Regions from separate parts of the Mus musculus genome. Here regions 1, 2, 4, 5, 6 and 7 are each linked to region 3. Evidence: chromatin contacts called from public Hi-C and promoter capture Hi-C data. All regions are on one chromosome and are shown on one strand. Each heading gives the region's core, a stretch centred on a gene start, on an enhancer-like site or on the middle of the called end of the contact. The rest is flanking DNA. Distances are from core to core; before and after follow the strand shown.

Region 1 (2,976 bases), core at 268-2,767, 8.6 Mb before region 3:
CACAAACCCTGGATTTGTGACAGACGTAGGTAGGGGATCAGGAGACAGAAGCAAGGGGGTCAGAAACTGAAGAGCATCCTAAGCTACATAGTGAGCTGGAGGCTAGGTTGCGATCATGTCATAAAACAAAAATAGAAAGGAAAAGAGAAAGAACGGGGAAGGGAAATTGAGACTATGAATTAAAGAGGGGCTGGGAAGATAACTCAGTGGTTAAGAACACTTGAGGACCTGGGTTTGGTTCCGAGTACCAACATGGAGGCTTACAACCAGTCGTAACAACAGTTCCTGAGAATCCAACACCCTTTTCTGGCCTCCAGTGGGCACTTTACCCACTGAGCCATCTCCTTATGCCCAGTCCATGTTCTTAACAGACATATATAGTATATTTTCATTAATAAACTTCTAGCATTGTCTACTGGCTTCAATTATGGTAGGCAAAACACTCATATACATAAAACACAGTCTTCTAAAAAACCAAGTGTTTTCTGCTCTTTCAGATGCCTAGAGTTCAGTTCCCAGGACCCACATCAGGCAGCCTGCAATTTCAGCTCCAGGGGGATCTTATGTCTGCTTCTGGCTTCCTCTAGCGACTGCTACACATGTAGCGTTTTTTCACTCACACACATATTCTAGGAACCTTAAAGACCCACAAATCCTGCATCCCCCTCATTTGCTTCCTCATACACTAGGCTAGCTGGCCAGAGAGCTTGCAGGGATGTCTCCTCACTCAAGACATCTGTCTGGCTGTAACAGCTGGGTTTTACAGAAAGGTAAAGCCACAGCGTCTGGTTTTCCATGAATCCTCACGATTGCTTTGCAAGCACTTTACCCACTTACCACCTCTTCATATATACTATATTTTCATTAATAAAATTCTAGCATTGTCTACTGGCTTAAATTATGGTAAAGGCATGGATTTTGTCCTGACATCTCTTCCCTTCCTCTTTCCAAAATACTTTTGAGGTTCTTTGAAATTATTCAGTGTTTATTTGATTATGCCTATTATCCACAGCTGCACACTATGGTACAGTTTCATTCCTTCTCAAGGTAGCTACAAGCCTTGTTTGTTTGTTTGTTTGTTTTTGAGACAGGGTTTCTCTGCATAGCCCAGGCTGGCCTTGAACTCAGAAATCCACCTGCCTCTGCCTCCCAAGTGCTGGGATTAAAGGCGTGCGCCACCACAGCCCGGCTGATAGCCACAAATCTTAAAACAAATACAAAATAAATTCAGTCAAAAACTTGACTCAGTTAATGAGGATCATAAGATGTTAGAAGGAACTATAGAGTGAATATAAAGCACCCATTGTTGAAGTAAAAATGATAACTGAATCACCCAACTTATGTCAAATGGCTTTCTCTGAGAAGAGGTATGAGTCAGTGAGTCTCGTGTAACATGCTGTAGAAATGTCCAGCATCCCACAGAAAGTTGAGGCTCACTCTGGCATCAGAGCATGCAGAAAAGTGTGGCTTGTTTCTCACTTAAGACACACTCTCTCATTCTCTATTTTTTTTTTTTTTTTTTGCTTGTTTTTCTGGCCTATTTCAATGTCCTTCACAATCTTTCTCTTCAAGAAGAAAAAAAAAATCACTATTATCTGTATAAACTCAACAGCTAAGCGGTTTCTCCACTTTATCATGCTGTCATTTTCCTTAATCCCTTGGCCTTTGGCAGAGTCCAGTGGTATTTATTGGCTCCCTCTAAGTAGGCTTCAGAGAGATGGGGGAAGGACAGAAATCCAATCCTTTAGCCTACTTGCGAGCCCTCCTTTCTGGTCTGAGCCTAGAGGGCCACGCCAGAATGGTAGCCACGCCCCTTCCCGCAGGCACGCCCCGACAGGCCCAACAATAGAGCACGAATACGTCACGTGGGCCTCGCAGTGACAAAGACAACGTGGCGAAAGACAGCGCCAAAAATCTCCGTGCCCGCTGTCTGCCACCAACTCCGTCTTGTTTCACCCTTCTCCTCCTTGCGGAGCTCGTCTGGGAGACGGTGAATTACCGAGTTACCCTCAATTCCTACAGCCCCCGACAGCGAGCCCAGCCACGCGCACCGCGGTCAAACAGCGCCGGAGAGAGTTGAACTTTTGATTGGGCGTGATCTGTTTCAATCTCCACATCTTCTCCAATCAGAAGCCAGGTAGCCCGGCCTTCCGCTCTTCGTTGGTCTGTATGTGGCAGAAGGCGGAGGGAGAGATTCCGAGCCGACGTCCCGCGAGAGCGGCGCCGGGCGCCCAGAGCGCAGGCGCACAGGAGTTGGCAAGGGCCCGGGCCGAGGGCGGGCCAGAAGACGCGTCCTTTGGCTGTGGACACCGTCGTAGAGTCGTCTGGGTTGAACCGCTGGGCCGAAAGCTTTTGTCAGGGGCCTGGGCGAGAACGAGGCCCGCGAGGTTCCGGATGGTGTCCATGACTTTCAAACGGAGCCGCAGCGACCGGTTCTACAGCACCCGGTGCTGCGGCTGTTGCCATGTCCGCACCGGGACGATCATCCTGGGGACCTGGTACATGGTAAGGGCTGGCTGGCAGGGCCGCTCCACCAGGCCAGTGCGCCTGCGCGACAAGTGGGCCTGGTGGGCAGGGGGCGGGGACGTGAAAGTTGTTGGGGCGCTACTTTTCGGGGTGCTTTTAACTGTGAACTGAGGCTTTACGAGATGGGGCTCCCCAGGATTTGGGAGGGGATGGGAATAGGATCGTCATTTCGGGTTCGGGAAGTGCGCAACCCTCATCCCGCCCCACCCCCCCATCGAAACAATTATTGTCCCGCAGTTATGCAGCCAGTTCGGACGTTTTGTCCGAATCGAAAGCGAAATCCAGTTCGGGTGCCTCCTGCAGTTTTTGTTGAGGCGTTCGGTGATGTAGCCAGAGGTCTCTGTTTTGAGTCTAGACGTTAGCCAGAATTTACAGTGGGTCAGATTTTCCTCATTACACCCCCTCCCTGCCTTGTCAGGTGGGTTTTCATCCCAAGGCCGCCTTGGTTTG
Region 2 (3,037 bases), core at 221-2,720, 8.8 Mb before region 3:
ACAGGAAGGTAAAATACCAAAGTGTCCTATTTTCCTCCAAATATCAGGCTCAAAGGACTGAAGAGCTGACTTCAGATCCCAAAGCCACTGTGTTAGGAGGCACCTGCTTTTTAGGTCCTAAGCCTTCCTGAGCCTTGCTATTGGGTATTCTTTACCAAGACCCTCAAGGATCTAGGCAAGAACTGGGCAGGATCTGTATGTAGCCCATAGTTAGACCTAGGGCAGCTGAGACGCCAAAAGGGAGAGTTTCCTGAGGACAAAAGTGTTCAAACACAACTGGGTGCTGGTTGTTGGGCTACTGCTGGAGGTGTGGTGTGTGTAAAGGAGGCTGTTGAATTCCCAGAAGGCTGGTTCCACAGTGTAGAGTCTACACTGGGGACTTCCCGAGACGCTGAGCCTCAGATCTAGCTTCTCAGTCCAGGCCAGCTGATGTGGGGCTGAGGAACAAGGATGGATGCCATCTATGGCCCCTGCCTTGCAGGTGCAAAGGGCCTTTGGCACCATCTACAGATTGAGGGCAAGACAGGGCTGGTTCTTCCTCCTTGCTCTCGCTGCTATCTGCCTCGCCTGTAGGCTCTCTGGGCTCCTTTTTGGACTGACACGTCTGAAGGACGTTGGAAACTGTGAGGTCCAGGCCCCATAGAGAATCATGAAGGAACAGGAATTCAACTGGAGCTCCGCAGCTGGTTAGGCCTGCGGTCACCTGGAAACAAAGAGGCCATTTATTTTTTCCTTTGGTCTTGGACAAGGAAGAGAAGGGGCTTTCTATAAATAGAAAGACAGCAAAAAAGAAAATAATAATAATAATAATAATAATAATAATAATAAAAACAATAACAAAGCCAGCTCTTCCAGACAGTGCTCATGTCTTTAAAGGTCTTTAAAGGTCTGGAGTTCCCAGCAATTAAGTAAAGGACCAAGACCTCAGGGGTCCCCTATCCTCAGCCCGTGGGGAGGTGGGAACCATACATCGATCCCTCGGTTTATATATAGCCTCATCGCTGTGGGGCTCCGAGGTTGCCCCCAAAATCTTGCTCACCTGGAGGACCCCTGGGTGTCCTCGCCCAGAGGGCGCTGCAGCCTCGCACGTAGAGAACTAACAATCGCCCTTCTCCAGGGCAGTGCCTCCGGACTCCGGACCAGGACATAGTAGCGAGTGCACCTGGGTCTCCGTCAGCTACGCATCAAGGAAGGTGCGACGCGGGAATTACAGATTGCCGGCACTCACCAGTGCTCAGGGGAGGAAGGTGGGACTCAGACCTGCAAGAGCTGAAGAGTGGGGTGGGCTTCGATCCTAGGAGGCGTGGAAGGGGGTGTGGCTGGATCCCTGGGGGGTGGGGCGCTCCAAGGGGCGGGGCAACCCAGGGGGCGGGGCCCGAGGGGTGGAGATTGGGACTACCCAGGCCCGCGGAGCTGGGGGTGGGCGGCTAGTTTTGCAACTGCAGAGCCTTTGGGTTTATTATAAGGCGGAGCTCCGCGGGAGAGGTGCGGGCCAGAGGAGACAGAGCCTAACGCAGAGGAAGGGACCTGGCAGTCGGGAGCTGACTCCAGCCGGCGAAACCTACAGCCCTCGCTCGAGAGAGCAGCGAGCTGGGCAGGAGCCTGGGACAGCAAAGCGCAGAGCAATCAGCAGAGCCGGCCCGGAGCTCCGTGCAACCGGCAACTCGGATCCACGAAGCCCACCGAGCTCCCGCCGCCGGTCTGGGCAGCATGAGACGCGCGGCGCTCTGGCTCTGGCTCTGCGCGCTGGCGCTGCGCCTGCAGCCTGCCCTCCCGGTGAGTGTGGCCCGGGGCAGGGCTGGGAGGCGGCGGGAAGCCGGGACTCGCCACTCGCCGATGCCATGCAGGCGGCAGCACGTGGAGGGGGAGGGGAGCGGGGACTTCTTCCCGCGCTGCCTGGCGGATCCTGGGATGGTGAGCCCTTTAATGAGGACTCCTGTCCCAATTCCTCTACGGTCCGTGGATGCCAGGAGGCTATCCCAGCTCGTGGTCCGGGCGTCCTGCAGAGTGGAACCTCCATTGGTTCCCCGCTCCCAATTAAGTAAAACGACTCCACATGGGTCTGAGTCCGCCGGCCTTAGGCGCTCCGCCGGCCTTAGGCGCCGCTTGGAGTTGCTCTCTCCCGTTGCTGTCTTGCTGGCCATCTCAGCGGCCTGGCCTCCGCCAGTGTCCCGGAGGGATGCAGTGGCCATGGCCACAACGCCTTTTCCATAGACCCTAATTCAAACCAGACTGCAGGCTGCACCCCCAGCGCCGCGGAGTCCGGGCGCTCGGCCCTTTGCACCGGGGCAAGTTTGGGCACAGCAGAGCCGGCGCGGGAACAGGGGGAAGCTGACGTTCGGGGTGGCGGGAGGGACGGGATTAAGGCTGTTTGTGGGACACAAGAGGGTGGCTCAGGGACCTTCGGTTTTTCTCTGGCTGCCCCAGGTGAGCCGGGCCGAGCTGGCAGCGGGAGGTTCCGGGAAGTTGGCTTCAGAACGCTGAAGACCCTAAGAACCCAACTTTGGGGTCGCTGAAGTTGTGCTGCCCCCGGAGGGCCTCCTCCGCATGGCCCGCGCGGGGGACCCTCCCCGCGAGTGGACCCCGGTACGGCTCTTCCCCTCCCCCGACTCGGCTTTGTGCTGAAGCCGCGCGTAGGGAAGGCGGGTCCCTTGGCCCGCCCAGTAGGGCCGCGGGGAAAGAGGGACGAACGTGGAGCTGGCGACTGGTGGGGGAAAGCTTCTGGGTAGGATGCAGCCATCCACCTTTGGTGGGGGTCGGTCTCTCTAATCAGCGGCTTGGCCGACAAAGAGCTTGGTCGAGGGTACCCCAGAAAGTGCTCTCCCGCCCCAGCCGCCGTCCGCTAGCCCGCCTTCCCCAACGGGGGCGCTTTGTTCTCGGCCCCTGTAACCCTTCCCTGGGAACCGCCCCGCAGCGCTGGTCCTTGACGTGGGCCGGGTCCTGGGTCGCCGCCAGGTGTCAGCGCTGCCCTCCGGGTGTCCACGCCCCTAGCCCCCGCACCCGCTGTGAAGTCCCGGGTGTCCTTTCCACTGGCGGC
Region 3 (2,700 bases), core at 124-2,623:
AGTGGAGCTGGGTTGTGGATTTTCTCTAGGGACCTCTGGAGAAAAGCCAGTGGGGTTTGTTTGTTTGACTTTGTTTTGTGATAGGGTCTCACTATGTAGCCGTGGTTGGTCTGGAACTCTTTGTAGACTATACTGGTCTCAAACTTAAGAGATTTAGCTGGTCAGAGAAGGAACATACCTTTAATCCCAGCATTCTTGAGGCAGAGGCAGGTAGAGTTCCACTAAAGCCAGGGCTAAACTGAGAGGCCAGGTCTCAAAAACAAACCACCCAAACCAAACAAAAAACAAATAAACAAAAGCCTGCCTCTGCCTGAGTACTGGGATTAAAGGTGTGGGTCATCTGGCCCTGCTCAGGCCCTTGAAAAGCTTCAAGTTTTTTCCTTTGCTGTGATTCAAGTTAGTTTTTTGGTACTGCTATGGTATCTCAACGTCTGGGCTGGGAGAGGGGTTTTAACTGAGAATTAACAAACCATTAACATCGTATACATAGTATACATAGTAACAAATTGTAGTGTTCGTGTGTTTTTCCAATACTGAATATGTAAGTCAGTCCCACTTGTTCTTTAACAATGTAACTTTGGTGGATACAAATTTACTGCCCAGACTCTGTTCGCATTCAGGCTTCTCAAAGTTGTAGCTACCCTGAAAGACAGAATAAGAGAGACAGCTGGTGGCTGTCCACCACCTCTTACCTTGTCCCTAACACGCCTTTCAATACGACCCTTGCTTAGATAGAAGGCGTACTTAGCATGCAACTGATGCCTAACATCTAGTTGGAAGCCACCAACATAACACGGAGTGGCCGGGTCAGCCTCCGCGGGCTTGTCTCTCAGCAAGCTTTCAGGCTTAGGCATACAGGGTCGTGATGCAGGGTCAGTCTGCGCCACCAAGTCTAGTCTATGTGGCCGGCGCACAGCTCACGGCCCATCCATCCTCCGCTTGCATCTGCGATACGCCTGCCCCGCTAGGGAATACCACCCCCTGAATGGAAAGCCGAGGAAGAATTTTGCTAGTCTTCCAGGTCTGGGTTCAGCCGTTAGGACCTGGAGAGGGGGAAGAGATTGTGTGCCTAGGCGGAGAGGTAGGGGGCGAGAGACTGGCGACCAGGTACATGTGCGCATGCACCAGCCGACTCCCGCCCGCTGCCCATAGGGCCCTGCGGCATGCTGGCAGCCAGGACTGGTGATGTGGTGCGCGTGCGCAGGCCTGCCGCAGGGCGTGTCCGACACGAGGCCCGGCGGGGAGCGCGGGGCGTATGGGCGGGTGGGTGGGCACGCGCTGCGCCCCGCCCCACTGACGCGCCCGGCCCGCGTCCCCCGCCTCCGGCGCCGGGACCCGGGTTGGCCGCCACGGAGTCCCCGCCCCTCCCCCGCGCCTCCCGGCCGGAACCGATCGCGGCTGGTTTGAGCTGGTGCGTCTCCATGACGACGTGCTCGGCGTATAAGTAGCGGCGCGTCGCACCGTCGGGCTTTGTCAGTCCCTGCAGCCGCCACCGCCGGCCGCCCTCAGCCAGCAGCTCGGCGCCACCTCCGGTCGGCGTCTGCGGCGGGCTCGACGAGGCGGCTGACGGGGCGGCGGCGGCGGGCGGACGGACGGACGGACGGGCGCTCCTCGGGGTTTGGCGGCGGCGCCTCCATGGGTCAGGCCAGCCGGGCCACCGTGCTGTGAGGTGAGCGGGACGCGGGAGGGATGTGCGGCCACGTGTCGCGAGGCCCGGACTGCGGCCGCCGGCAGGGGACACGTGGCCCGGGACCGGTGACCTTGCGAGCCGCCGCCCTGAAGGCAGCTGCTCCTGGACCTCGGCTGCAAGCCCTCGGATCCCCCCATGGGAGCCCTCTTCGCGTCAGCCGGACTCAGCGCTCCACTTGCCCGGGTGATGATGGAGGGCAAGCCCGCGGCAGGTGCAGGGGAGCGCGGCCGCGAGCAGCGGTCCTGCAGTTAGTTTCCTGCTGCTTTCTTTAGTTTCACTACGTGTACAGAGCAGAGGCGATGACCCGGAGTGGAAGTTGGTAGACCAAATTTAGTCTGGGAGTCACTGCTAATGAATACCCACCAGCTGTGACTTGGAATTAGAACTCCTTGAATGACTTAGTGGTTTAGGGGAAAACGGGTTCCCGGCTGTCCCGGAAACCCTACTCAGAATCCTCAATAACTGGAAAAAGTGTGGGGGGCAGAGCCTGTCAGGAATGTCTGGGAGAGGACAAAGAATGTAGTGGTTTGTTTTATTCAAACCTAAGATCGGGCAGACTTTGACTGATTGGAATTCTTTTCTGTTTTAATTGGCTTATATCTTCCAGAGTTACCTTCTTGTGCTAATTGTCTGACACGATTTAGCTACTTCCCATACCAAAATGTGTTAGTAACATTTTTCTTTCAGATCTTATCTATTATATTATTTAGGCAAAGCTACAGAAAGGCAAAACAGTATCTCAAAGCTTTTCGTGTTTAAACCGGAAGGTTGCCTGGAAAATACTTAAGACCTAAAATTACAAAGTTACTGCCAAAGCCCATTCATCAGTTGTAAATGATATACAACGAGTTGGCTGGCTCTCTTCTCTAGTCTTAACTTAGGAGAGGTTTAGGCAGCTAACGGAAGTTGACATTGCCAAAAGTCTCGTTAAATTAAGGCTTAACATGTTTAACCATGCATGGATTTGGATTTATGGCAGGCTCTTCCCCGTGGGCCTCTCATAGTGTCCC
Region 4 (3,020 bases), core at 39-2,538, 8.5 Mb before region 3:
AAGGTTAAATTTCTGTATGTTCATAAATGAGGAAATGGCATTTTAAGACTTTTTATTATTTGAAGTTTTAAAGACTACAAGCCTCATTCAAGAGGAAGCATTTGGTCTCTTTTCTTTGTAATAAACATGAATTAACTGATTTTGAGTAATGCTGTAGTTATCATCAAGCTTATCCCGAGCTATGCCATGGTTCAGAGTACTCTAGTGGCCTAAATGTGACCCCAGCAGCCACAGCATGCACTAATGTGGCCGGTCCCAGCATTCTGGTAAGCAGTGTACCTGCACAGGCACTGCCGACCTCTCTCATCTGCCATACACAGCTCATTATATTTTGCTGAAATGTACTTTAAGATCACTTTTCTGACCGGGCAGTGGTGGCACATGCTTTTAATCCCAGCACTTGGGAGGCAGAGGCAGGGAGATTTCTGAGTTCGAGGCCAGCCTAGTCTACAGAGTGGGTTCCAGGACAGCCAGGGCTACACAGAGAAACCGTGTCTCGAAAAAACAAAACAAATCACTTTTCTTTATTCTCAGAGCTCAGATCAAAAGTTTTTCTGAGACATTATTTGAAATAAACATGAAAACAAATTCTGAAGGGAAAAAAGGACGTTTATCCCATGTTTCCTTCCACTATAATGTAGGGAAATGTGGCATTTGCATTGTCTTCACATCCACAGACACATCCTCGGACACACACAGAGACATACACAGAATATATATCACATGGGAGAAAAAGCTAAGTCTTTTTAGGAAAATATACAGTGACTGAAGTGGCAGAGAATTGTTACCATAGAGACTACAGAAAGTTCACACTCAGAAACATGGACAAATTTGTTTCAAAGTAACAGAATATTAACTCTGTTGCCATAGCTCTAGACGCTTATTTTGGGTATCTAAAATGAAAACAGCAATATTATGTTGCCCTCTACTGTCTGCTTCTATAATTATTTTCTAAAAAAAAATTTTTTAAAGACTTCTTTATTTACTATGTATACAGCATTCTGCCTGGATATATGCGCACCACCACCGCCCGGCCATGGGCACTGTCTGTCTGTCTATCTATCATCCATCTAATCTAATCTAATCTAATCTAATCTAATCTAATCTAATCTAATCTAATCTAATCTAATCTAATCTAATCTAATCTAATCTAATCTAATCTAATCTAATTATGTATACACATGTCACAAAGATTTAAATTCTCTTAATTTCCCGCGAACGGCGTCAGGCGCTACCAGTTGTCTCGCGATACTACGGGTCTTCAAACAGGACAAACGTCCTTTTCCTTTAGCCAACGAAGTCCCGTGAGCGGTAGCTGTGGTTCCGCTTCCACCCGGGTGAGGCGGTCATGGCCTTGCGGCCAGGCCGAGAGGGCGGAGAGAGCTCGGCCGCCCTGGCCACGGCGCAGGCTCGCTTCTCCAGGGGCGAGTTTGCCGAGGCCCGGGAGCTGTACTCCGCCTTCATTGGCCAGTGCGCGCGTCACGGGAGGTAACTATCGCGAGAGCGGGCTGGGCGCGTGGGTGGTCCCCGAGCCACGCGCGGACCGCGGAGTCCTGGGCTGCCGCTTGGTTTCCCCAGAAAAGATCCCCTCCGAGCCCTGTCCTTCGGGGAGGGGACGCCTTGGTCTCCGCAGAGGCCCAGGCGGCAGGAAGCCGCTGTTCTGGGCAGGGAAGGTGGTCGTCCTCGGAACCACAGCGACGCCTTTGTGTTCCGGACGCGAAGGTTCCGGTTCAGCACCCGCTTAAGCTAAGCACAGTCGCTGCACCCAGCTGTCCCGTTAGTGTTTACCACGACGTCACAGCACACTCCTGAAGTTAAGGGTTGTTAATGTGACACCGCTAGAACATCACAAGAGTCCTTTCTGTAGAATATCAAGCCAGCGATGAAACGTTTATTGCCCAGTACAGTTCTTTGTTACTTTGATATTTGAGTTCGAGCAGCTTATCAAGATGTGCACTCTGACCCCTCTATTCCCACTACGCTTTGAGTCTTTAGAAAACGGGGTTGTATGTCGAGCCAAAATCTGATAATTATAAAAATTTTGACATTTAGGGGTCTTGGTTGCATTCTGTTTTCTGCCAGTTAAGGAATTAAAAGGCAGTAAAACTCTCAAGCCAGGCAGGTAGCAGCGGAGGAGGAGGAGGTGGTGGAGGAGGAGGAGGGTGCCACGACTAAGTACAGCTTATGAGAGAATCCGCTAATGAGGAAAGGTTTCCTAGGGGTGAGAAAACTTGAGTGGGCAAACAGATAAAACCCTCGGCAAAGCGGAAGAGGATTTCAGGAACCCGCAGATCCACTCCTTTGAGGGTTTAAGGAACTGAGGGTTGGTCAGTTTGAGCACAGAGCCCTAAGCATGTCCGATCCAGCTTTGAACTTGTGTAGTAGTAGCATAGCAGAGCCATCAGCGGGGGTGGGGTGGGGTGGGGGGCTCTATTGGTGAAAAAAAAGTAGAAAAGCCTTTTTAGGCTGCCGGGTTTTTGTTTCCGGTCAGCCGGGTCAGGAAGAAGCAGGTCAGGTTGGCAGTTCACTATATTTATTATCTAGTCTCAGCTCCTCTCTTGATACATCTGCTTATCAGGGAGTCTTACTCTTAGCCCCTCCGTATTGTTTGTCCCAATGTCTCTGTATTGGTTGTGAATTGGTCGTTAAACCGGGAGAATCGATCCAACTCTGCAGGTTCACAATTCCACTGTAATAGAGTGAAGTCTTTTACTCTTTGTGATATTCACAGCCTGGCTATCTTCTGTGCTAATGCCTGCACATGTAGCATTAGTTACTTCAAGATTTGCCTTTGTTGCGCTTATGTAATGTGTGGAGTGAACACAGAGAAACAGAGAAACTGGGAATTTCTCTCTCTCTCTCTCTCTCTCTCTCTCTCTCTCTCTCTCTCTCTCTCTTTGTGTAGCCCCAGCTGTCATGAAACTCCCTCTACATACCAGGCTGCCCTTGAATGCAGAGATCCACCTGCCTCTGCCTCCCAAGTGCTGAGATTACAAGCTGTAGTACTGGACCTGGAAGAT
Region 5 (2,832 bases), core at 135-2,634, 8.9 Mb before region 3:
AAGCTCAAGCCCTCCCCTCCTGGTCTTTTGTCCTTTTGAGTTTTATCATGGGATTGATTACACAGCCCCAAGGATCTTTCCACTACTTTTAGCATTGGACTTCCTAGTCTTCAGACGCTTGGGAAGTAAATTTATTTTCTTTATTAATGACCTGATTTAGTATTCTGTCAAAGCGATACAACAGTAAGATTTTTATTTATTTATTTATTTATTTATTTTGGTTTTGGTTTTTTGAGACAGGGTTTCTCTGTATAGCCCTGGCTGTCCTGGAACTCACTTTGTAGACCAGGCTGGCCTTGAACTCAGAAATCCGACTGCCTCTGACTCCCAAGTGCTGGGATTAAAGGCGTGCGCCACCACGCCCGGCAAGATAAATTTTAAATCAGTCTGTCTTTATAATGATGAAAACCCAAAGAGCTGTGTTTAACAGGCACTAGGATACATCACATGAACAAAGCACATACAGTCCTTAGCCTGGTAGAGCTCACAGATGCCTAGGGAAGACACTGAGTTAATTAAAAGGCCCTGGATTGTCAAAACCAGGAGGTAAGCCATTAATTAGGAAGTTGTCCCATGAGGGCCTAAACTCTCCAAGAGAGGTGTGATAGAAAGTGGTCCCAACGACTGCGACCAAATCTTTGGAGCCATTGTTGTTCCCTGCAGATTTCAAGGAAGGGCAAGACAATTCTGTAACTGGTAATAAGAAAACATTCAGTCTGATACATAGCCAAGGTAGTTTCTTTTGTGCTTACCCAGTACCCCTGGCTCATCAATTGCAGGAAGTCAGTAACACTTGCCTACTGTAGACGATAACAAGGTGCATTTTTTTTTTATCCCTAAACCTCCAACATTTGAGTGGAAAAGGGGAGATAAACGTTGAGCGGTAGGGCTGTATTAAGGTCTACAACTCCTGTAGGTGCCAGCATACCGGAAGTAGGGGGAAAGAGACTTCAATTTTGGGGTGCATGGGCAGCAGTGCTTACACACAGGCAGTTTAGGGAGAACAATGAGATATCCGGGAGGAAGCGGTGGATGAATAAATTCAGTCTCACACAGAAAGTCGGGGGTTTGCAGCACCACACGAGGCGCGTGACCAGCCCCGGGAGCAGAGCGCCAGAGGTCCGGCGTGCAGGCCAGCCCTGATCCCAGAAGGTAAAGGCCGGGAAGTGCACGCCCGATGGCGGCCTCACCCGCGAGGAGAGCGCCGCGCCAGTGCGCACGCGCGGAGCCCCGGCCGGCCCCCTGCGCCCGGCGCGCGGGAGAAGTACGCACTTCACTGCGAGGCGTCGCGGCTGGGTGAGTGCTCCCCCCTTTCTCCCGCAGTGCTTTGCGCGCGGCCGGTGGGCGGGGGAGGGAGGGGAGGGGAGGCGGCGGCGGCAGCCATGTTGTTGTGAGTCTCTGTGCCTCACCCTCGGTACTTCGGTGGTTCGGAGGAGGAGGGGGAGGAGAAGAAGGAGGTGGGGTGGGGGGGAGGGAGGTAGGAGGAGGAGAAAGAAGACGTCGCCGCCACCGGAGGCGGAGGGGGAGGACGGACGGCCGAGAGCGTCGCCGCCGGTGCCCAACGGTCGGTGTCCCCCGGCTGAGGCAGCGCGGCCGCAGCAGCCCTGTAAGTCAGCCCGCGCTCGCTTCGTCGGGTCCGTGGGCGCCGCGGGGGCCGGCTCTGGGCTTTGTGTGGCGGCCTCCGCGGGAGCAGGCCTCGGGCGGGAACGGGTCGGGCCTGGGCGGGGATCGCGGCGGGCCGCGGCCTGGGCCCCGCTCGCACAATGCCGGGGGAGGGGAGCCGGAAGGGGGTGTGCGCCGGCGGGGGAGGGGGCGCACTCGCCGCTTTCCCGCTTCCTTCCCGCGCCCCGCGCCCTTTGCCGGCCTTAGTGACCAGATCCGTGTGGGTGCCAGGCGGCCTCCAGCCCCTCGGTGCCCACAGTCTGGAAGAAGCACGGTGAATCCAGAGAAACGTGCGAGGTGGAAGTGGGTGAAGCGGAAGGAGTGGGTTTATGAGAGCGAGGGTGGGTGGGCGGGGGTCGCTAGGTTGGGGTGCGGGGTGGTCCTCTGGCCTGCGAGTGTCCAGGAAAACCTTGGCAAACGGATGTGAATGTGAAAGAAAATCGGGACTGGGGTTCGACCTGTTCAGGTGCCTTAGAAAGGAACGTGGTGCTTTTTGTTAGGGGAACATCTCTTCGGTACCCGAAGAACGAGGAACTTGAAAGCCGAAGACCAAAACAGCGACTTCAGATATTCGAACCTTAGTTTTGCTTGTGAATACGGTCAAATTTGAGGGGAAATAAACTGTGCGGAGTTTATGGCCGAACACGTGTAAAGTTAGTGCTTCTTCCAAGAATACGGCTTTAGAAACCCTTCTTTTTCCTCGTAGCCTTTTATTCTGTAACAGCTGAACTTTTGGGGAAGGGAATGGAATTCAGACGTTTTATGTACAAAAGAAGACATGCTATGATAGTTTTTTTCAGATTTAAAGAAATCTGGAGGAAGGGGTTTTCTGTGATGATTTCAGGAGAAATGTTTTTAAATGCTTAGCAGGGTGCAGTGCCTGGAAACGATACAGTGTGTCACGAAAGCAGTTTTAAGGAGTTACCTTGGCGTGTTTGAAGCTTGTTCACCGCTTAGATTCGTGACTCCTAACCATGTGACCGGGTGAATGGAGGATGGTTTAGGGAATTCTGGCCAGGAATCCTGTTAAAAATACAAAGATGGATTATTTTTAATTGGTTAATAATAAGCCTCTGTTGCTAGTCCGATATCCTGCTGTTTATAAATGATTTACATCATGTGACCAGTCATAAGTAATTGTCTGCATGTTCTTTAACTGAAGAATGTCTT
Region 6 (2,838 bases), core at 5-2,504, 9.2 Mb before region 3:
CTTTCCCTCCTGATTTCCAAGCTAGATCTTTGGCTGGGCAGAATTGAAGCCAAAATTACTTGCATTTCCGCCTGAAATTAGTTAAATTTTCCCTATCTGTCTGCTTTAATGACTTCAATGGAGATTAATAAAAGCCAGATGACACACACATACTACAACCACCCCACAACCCCACCCACATCCTACCTTTGGAGGGCCCTACACAGGGTAAAATGTGATGTTTGAGCTCCAACCATCCCTTTTCTCCCCACACAAGCCGAGGCCCTGGACTCTGGCTGCTGGGGCCTACTGTCACAGAAGGAAGGCAGGCACCCAAACTCTCTTCCCATACACAAGCCACCATCCACCCGAAACGGCCTGCCTGAGAGGGGTCCTTCTGATACCGAGAGGCCATGACTTTAATTGGATACCAGCTGCTCTACCCTGAATTCCCCTGAGCTTCAATTTGTGTATAGTCCCCAGTCCCCCGCTGAACACAAGGCACTACCATCACTGCTCTCGTCCCTCTTGGCGGGAACTCAAAGGCCACAACTCCTGCCCTTCTTTCTTCTCCCAGGGCTCCAGGCCCAAGGCTACACTAGACCCTTCCCCCAAAGAAGCGGATCTTGAGCTCCGCTTGGCTTGAGGGGAACCTGCCAGCCTGTTCTGAAGAGCGGCTCCCACTCCCTTAGCCCTCGGAGACCAAGCCTTGACTGGCTTAGGGGTTCGTGAACAATGACTTCGAAGACAACTTTTTCTCTCCAGCACCTGAGGATAACTATAGGGATCATAGTTCAGGATCGAATCGGGCAGAGGCTTGCCTCCCCCGGCTCGTCTCCAGTCAAGAGTAGACGGGATGGGCTGGTGCGCAGAAGACGCGTAAAGTACCTTGAGTTGCTTGGTCTGTGAAGCCGGTGATTGTGTCCACACGCCCGTGCCCTGAAGCTGCCGCGACCGGAGCCCTCCCCGCCAGGCTCCTGTAAAGCGACATCATGAAGTGGTGTGGCACCACCGAGCCGTTCCTGAAGCCAGAACCCGCAGCGCGGCGCACAGCTCGGGGACCCGGAACCGCAGCGGCCTGGAGAGCTGAAGGGCCTGGAGCCCGGGCGAGGGTCCGCCCGCCGCCGCCGCCCCCGGGGCTCCAGGCTGGTCCAGCCCCCGCCGCTCGGAGCACCGCGGCAGCTTCTAGCCCGTCGCGGGGACGGCAAGCGCTCAGCAGCCAGAGACACAGCGCGGCGGCAGCGCTCAGGTCCATGGGCTCCTTGGGCCGGCCGGCCGCGCGACACGGGCTCCGTGGCTCCGGGAAGTCCCCCGACGCCTTTTGAACATAGTGTTTAATAATGGGGGAAGTGTGCGCAGCAAGCCGCTGCCCCCCTCCTCTCCCACCCCACCCCCGCCCAGCGCTCGGAGCAGCGCCCCCTGCTGAACGTTCAACCCGCAGCGCTGAGCCCCCCAACTCAGGCCTATCGCGCAGTGCAGGGTAGAAGTCGCCTCCCCTTGCTGTAGTGCCTGGTCCTTGTCCTTGCCAAGAGAAGGCCATCCGCCCGAGGCTCCTGCCACAACGCGGTGCCCCGCCTCCCCTCCCGAAGGTACTACGAGCCCCCACCCCCCTCCGCCCCAAGACCTCAGCGCACTCCTTGGCTGGAAGATGGGGCGTCTCGCGTACCCGCCCAGCTTCCTCCCGACTCCTCCATGGAGAAACACCGCCCTCCGCGTGATCTTGTGAGTGCTAGGGATGCCAGACCCGGGCCAAGTCAAGACTGGGCCCCTCCCATCCAGCTTTCTCGCCGTACGCCCCCTTGATGGATGCTCATTAGGGAGTTCCTAGGGATGCTTACGATACACATTTGGATGCCACCCTCTCCCGTCCACAGCCCTCTGAAGATAACAGTGGGAGGCCAGAGAAAGGGAGAGGATCTGTGATGAAGGATGAGTGGCTGGAGGGTACAGATGGGCACGGACCGGAAAAGCTTTGGGTGGGCATCTTGAGCCAAAGCAGGAGCTGAAATCTTAAAGGGTTTAATGAATTAGGAAGGCGGGGACCAGCGGAATCCTACTCAAATTAGGTCTCAGGGTTTGAATGTGCAAAGTAATTTGCCCGGGGAAAGGGGAGAGTGGGGCAGGTGACCACATTTCTTCAAGGTCTTCAGAGCAAAAGGCAAGAGTGCAACCACAAGCCCAGAGGCTGCGTTGCAAAGCCATGGAATAGCGCTCGGATGCCAGCATGGTTATAGCACTCTATGAGCATGGGTGGAAAGGGCCACCTCTGGTCTATGCCTGGGCGACTCTTGAGCATACAGACGCTGGGACTTTTGTTTGGCTAACTTCCTCCCCACTCCTGCTCTGAGGGGGGAAGGCGCCAGCATGTGTGTCGATTTAGTTCAGACAAACCCCAGAGCAAGAATGTCCAGAAAATAGACCAACTGTCCAAGGGATTTAAAAGCCTGGACCCCAAATCCATTACTTTAGCATTGTTCTGGATACCAAACTCAGAATCCACGCCCGGTCCGTGAGTCAGGTCAAGGTGCTATCTAAAAGCCTCTTCCTAATAAACTACATAGCCCAGGCTCCCGCGTTGGAGTCTTATACTCCCACCTCGCCCTCTGGATAGCAGGCACGCGTGCACCTGGACCACGGTCTGTGCTGCTGGCCTCCCTACTCAGGGCCTTCCTGCTGTTGCCAGATGGTGGGCATCTGGGATGACAACCTACCTTTGGTGGCCAGGTTGGGGAGCGGATGCAAAAGCCATAATTATGGGTTTCTTTCTTTCTTTGGGTGCCTGGAGGAAGTGGCTCTAGTAGGGTGGAGACTTCCTGGCGTAACTCCCTGCCCACCCATCCACCCCTGCCTACAGTGGCC
Region 7 (2,809 bases), core at 6-2,505, 9.0 Mb before region 3:
CACAACCACACTTTGAGGCCTGGCTCTTTAGAAAAGGATGCTCAGGAACCCCTTGGCACTCAGCAGGGTGCCCAGGCCTGTGCCACACAGCTGGACACACACAGACACTGGGAAGGGGGAGCTCGGTGCCCACGCTAATTCTCAGCGTGACCAGCCAGAGCCACCAGCAGATGTCAGGCAGTCTGGTGGTGTCCTTGGGGGCATGGGTCTCCCTTTCTCCCGGTTCGTGGGCGACCGGGCCAAGGAGGGGGAGCCACGCTGGCAAGGGCGTGAGGCAGGACGCGTCCCTCATAGCACCTTGCAGCAGTTGATGCAGCCATTCTGGGATCCGTAGCGCTTCTGCAGCGCGGCGCGCGTGGCCGTCTCAAAAACCTCGCGCACGCCCTCCTTGGTCTTGGCCGAGCACTCGAGGTAGTCATAGGCTTGGATGCGCACCGCCATGGCGCGGCCGTCATCCGTGCGCACTGGCTCCTGCTTCATGCGGGCCAGCTCCGTGCGGACATGCTCGTCGCTGCGCAGGTCTTTTTTGTTGGCCACCAGGATGATGGGCACATTGGGGCAGAAGTGCTTTACCTCGGGCACCCACTTCTCGGGGATGTTCTCGAGAGAGTCCGGGCTGTCCACCGAGAAGCACATAAGGATGACGTCGGTGTCCGGATAGGAGAGCGGCCGTAAACGATCGTAGTCCTCCTGGCCTGCCGTGTCCCACAGCGCCAGCTCCACCTGCTTGCCGTCCACCTCGATGTCCGCCACATAGTTCTCGAACACGGTGGGCACGTACACCTCGGGGAATTCGTCTTTACTGAACACGATCAGCAGGCACGTCTTGCCGCACGCGCCGTCGCCCACCACCACCAGCTTCTTGCGGATGGCCGCCATGAGCTCGCCGGGCGCGGGCAGCAGGAGGGGCCCGCGAGCGCCTCGCCGCCGTCCCGCTCCCTGTTGCTTGCCGCTCCCCGCTCTCCCGCGACTGCGCGCTGCGGGCTAGGCTCGCTAACTGCACCTGGACCCCGCGGCGGCGCGGTCTCTCGGGGCGCTCCGGTTGCCTCGGCAGGGGCGCAGGGGCATACGGTGCACTGAGTGTCGCCGCGCCGCTGCCGCGCCGCTGTGGTCCTCGGCGGTCCCGGAGCTGCGCTGCTTTGTGCGAAGTGATGGCTGATGCTGCGGACCCGGCCTAGCTTCTTTCCCGGGGCGGGTTCACTCTAGACCTAGGGTACAGGGGCGCAGACGACGACAACCGAACTGCGGTGGCAGATGCGGGCTGCGGCCCTAGCGCCCGCTATTTAAAGAGTCCGGCCACTTTCTTAATATAGCCACCCAATGGGAAGCCATAGGGCTGAGCTCATCGCTGCGGAGCTTGGCTCCGATTGGTCGCCCGCTGCAGTCCGAAGGCGGGTTCGCCTTAGCTTGATTGACTGCCCTGTCCGCGGGGCTGGGAGAGGCGTTGACTGTGGAGTCTGCGCGGCGACCCGCCCCGTGGGGTTGTGTGGCCGCCGGGTCCCCGCCTTCGTCGCAGCCTCTCTGAGTGCGACATCGTGGAGCAGGCAGCCTGGAGCCCTCCGGGTCTGGGTGGGCAGTTCCGAGACGAGCTACACTCTTGTGGGGCGTTGGCTGCTCCCAGGGCTTCAGCTTTATCTAGCTTCCGAGCGAACTACGGGTGATCAAGCATGGGGGAGGGGCGGCGCCTTTAACGTGGTTTTGTTTTCACTTAAACAGACACCGGTGCACGGTTTTGTTACCTAGCCAAGGGTTTCGTTCTTTCTTAACTTTGTTTAGATAACTAACCCCTCGTGTGCTCTGGGCCGAATTCTGACACTTACCCAGGGCAGCCTTTTCACTGAGAAAGGCTAACAGTAAATTGTGTGGGCCTGGGTGAGTCCCCTCTCGGCTTTCTCTTCAAGGCCCACACTTAGGTCTCCGGGTGAAGAAGATAAGGGGAGGAATCTAGGAGACACACAGCTGTAGGACAAAGGAAAGCGAGGTGCAGGGCACTCCGCTGAAAAAGAAAGCACCCAGCTTGGGCAGGCAACCTTCACCCAGTCCTACCACATTACATCTGATTCTCGCCCTAAAGCCAGAGAACTGCTTGAAGTACACTGTGCAAGGAAACCCATCTATCCCAACAACTCTCATGGAGCAGATGAAAAGCTTCAAGCTGGGAAAGCAGGCATGCGGCCTCGCAGGGAACTTGCCGGTGGGCACACGGTTTCTGTACAGAGGATGGAGTTTCTTCATACACACCAGGTCTTAACTCGTGAATTACCACTTCCTGCAGGAGATGACACCTCTTCCTATCTTAAAGGATTTAAGCCAGTCCACTGTAAGAAATAGGAAAGACAGAAAGCTGCAAAGGGCGTCAAAGAGGGCCTTACCCCGCCCCCAAGAGAAACTGAACAAAGAAAAAGGAGGAAAGAAAGTGGGGAAATGGCTTAACATTGCTGCGTGGGGTCCTCATGGAGGGCTAGGCTAGGGGTACCAGCTAAGAGAAAGCTTTCTCAGTGACCATGTCATGATGACCTTATGACCCATTTCTTTGTCTCTCTCTCTGGACTGTGAGTTGTCCGAGGGCCAGGATTTCCTCCCACCTGAGCATCATGAAGACCTAGCACTATGCTGGGCCCTAAAGAAGCAGTAAAAATGGTCCGTGCAGTGGTAGGCCTGCCCACCTGTAGACCCAGCCACACAGGACGCACAGGGGTTGGCCTTCCAAGTCTAGGCAGTCTGGGCAACCAAATGAGACAGAGAGAGAAAACAACGGGGAGGGGTAAATGACTTTGGGAGCTAACCCAGTTTTTCAAAAGTGGAACTT

The links. Promoter capture Hi-C pulls out the DNA fragments that hold promoters and counts their contacts. A called contact is a pair of places that touch in the nucleus more often than the background predicts.
Region 1: a Hi-C map of CD4 T cells shows a contact between it and region 3, with 4 times the contacts expected there. The contact joins the promoter of Laptm4a here to the promoter of Odc1 in region 3.
Region 2: a promoter capture Hi-C map of pre-B cells shows a contact between it and region 3. The contact joins the promoter of Sdc1 here to the promoter of Odc1 in region 3.
Region 4: a contact with region 3 is called in a promoter capture Hi-C map of pre-B cells, with 4 times the contacts expected there. The contact joins the promoter of Ttc32 here to the promoter of Odc1 in region 3. A contact is called at or near these places in 2 of 39 promoter capture datasets (cranial neural crest and pre-B cells) and 2 of 484 Hi-C or Micro-C datasets (CD8 T cells and pre-B cells).
Region 5: a promoter capture Hi-C map of pre-B cells shows a contact between it and region 3. The contact joins the promoter of Pum2 here to the promoter of Odc1 in region 3. A contact is called at or near these places in 3 of 39 promoter capture datasets (cranial neural crest, frontonasal cranial neural crest and pre-B cells).
Region 6: a contact with region 3 is called in a promoter capture Hi-C map of pre-B cells. The contact joins the promoter of Gdf7 here to the promoter of Odc1 in region 3.
Region 7: a contact with region 3 is called in a promoter capture Hi-C map of pre-B cells. The contact joins the promoter of Rhob here to the promoter of Odc1 in region 3. A contact is called at or near these places in 2 of 39 promoter capture datasets (cranial neural crest and pre-B cells) and 2 of 484 Hi-C or Micro-C datasets (CD4 T cells and pre-B cells).

Annotation. Positions count from the first base shown.
Region 1 is chr12:8,919,790-8,922,765 of GRCm38.p6, forward strand. Laptm4a (lysosomal-associated protein transmembrane 4A) reads left to right here and starts at 1,518. Exons shown (of 7, transcript NM_008640.2): 1 at 1,518-2,505. The coding sequence starts at 2,170.
Region 2 is chr12:8,769,926-8,772,962 of GRCm38.p6, forward strand. It overlaps Sdc1 (syndecan 1), which reads left to right and starts at 1,471. Exons shown (of 5, transcript NM_011519.2): 1 at 1,471-1,776. The coding sequence starts at 1,711. Gm4755 (a long non-coding RNA gene) reads right to left here and starts at 1,346. Exons shown (of 3, transcript XR_381238.4): 1 at 1,040-1,346; 2 at 1-703.
Region 3 is chr12:17,543,500-17,546,199 of GRCm38.p6, forward strand. It overlaps Odc1 (ornithine decarboxylase, structural 1), which reads left to right and starts at 1,374. Exons shown (of 12, transcript NM_013614.2): 1 at 1,374-1,669. It overlaps Gm22748 (a small nucleolar RNA gene), which reads left to right and starts at 2,647; the gene lies at 2,647-2,700.
Region 4 is chr12:9,028,709-9,031,728 of GRCm38.p6, forward strand. It overlaps Ttc32 (tetratricopeptide repeat domain 32), which reads left to right and starts at 1,289. Exons shown (of 3, transcript NM_029321.2): 1 at 1,289-1,488. The coding sequence starts at 1,349. It overlaps Wdr35 (WD repeat domain 35), which reads left to right. Exons shown (of 27, transcript NM_001159527.1): 27 at 1-139.
Region 5 is chr12:8,672,875-8,675,706 of GRCm38.p6, forward strand. Pum2 (pumilio RNA-binding family member 2) reads left to right here and starts at 1,385. Exons shown (of 21, transcript NM_001160220.1): 1 at 1,385-1,606.
Region 6 is chr12:8,300,700-8,303,537 of GRCm38.p6, forward strand. It overlaps Gdf7 (growth differentiation factor 7), which reads right to left and starts at 1,255. Exons shown (of 2, transcript NM_001312876.1): 1 at 868-1,255. The coding sequence starts at 1,234. It also overlaps a transcript of Ldah not described here.
Region 7 is chr12:8,498,754-8,501,562 of GRCm38.p6, forward strand. It overlaps Rhob (ras homolog family member B), which reads right to left and starts at 1,256. Exons shown (of 1, transcript NM_007483.3): 1 at 1-1,256. The coding sequence starts at 879. The coding sequence ends at 289.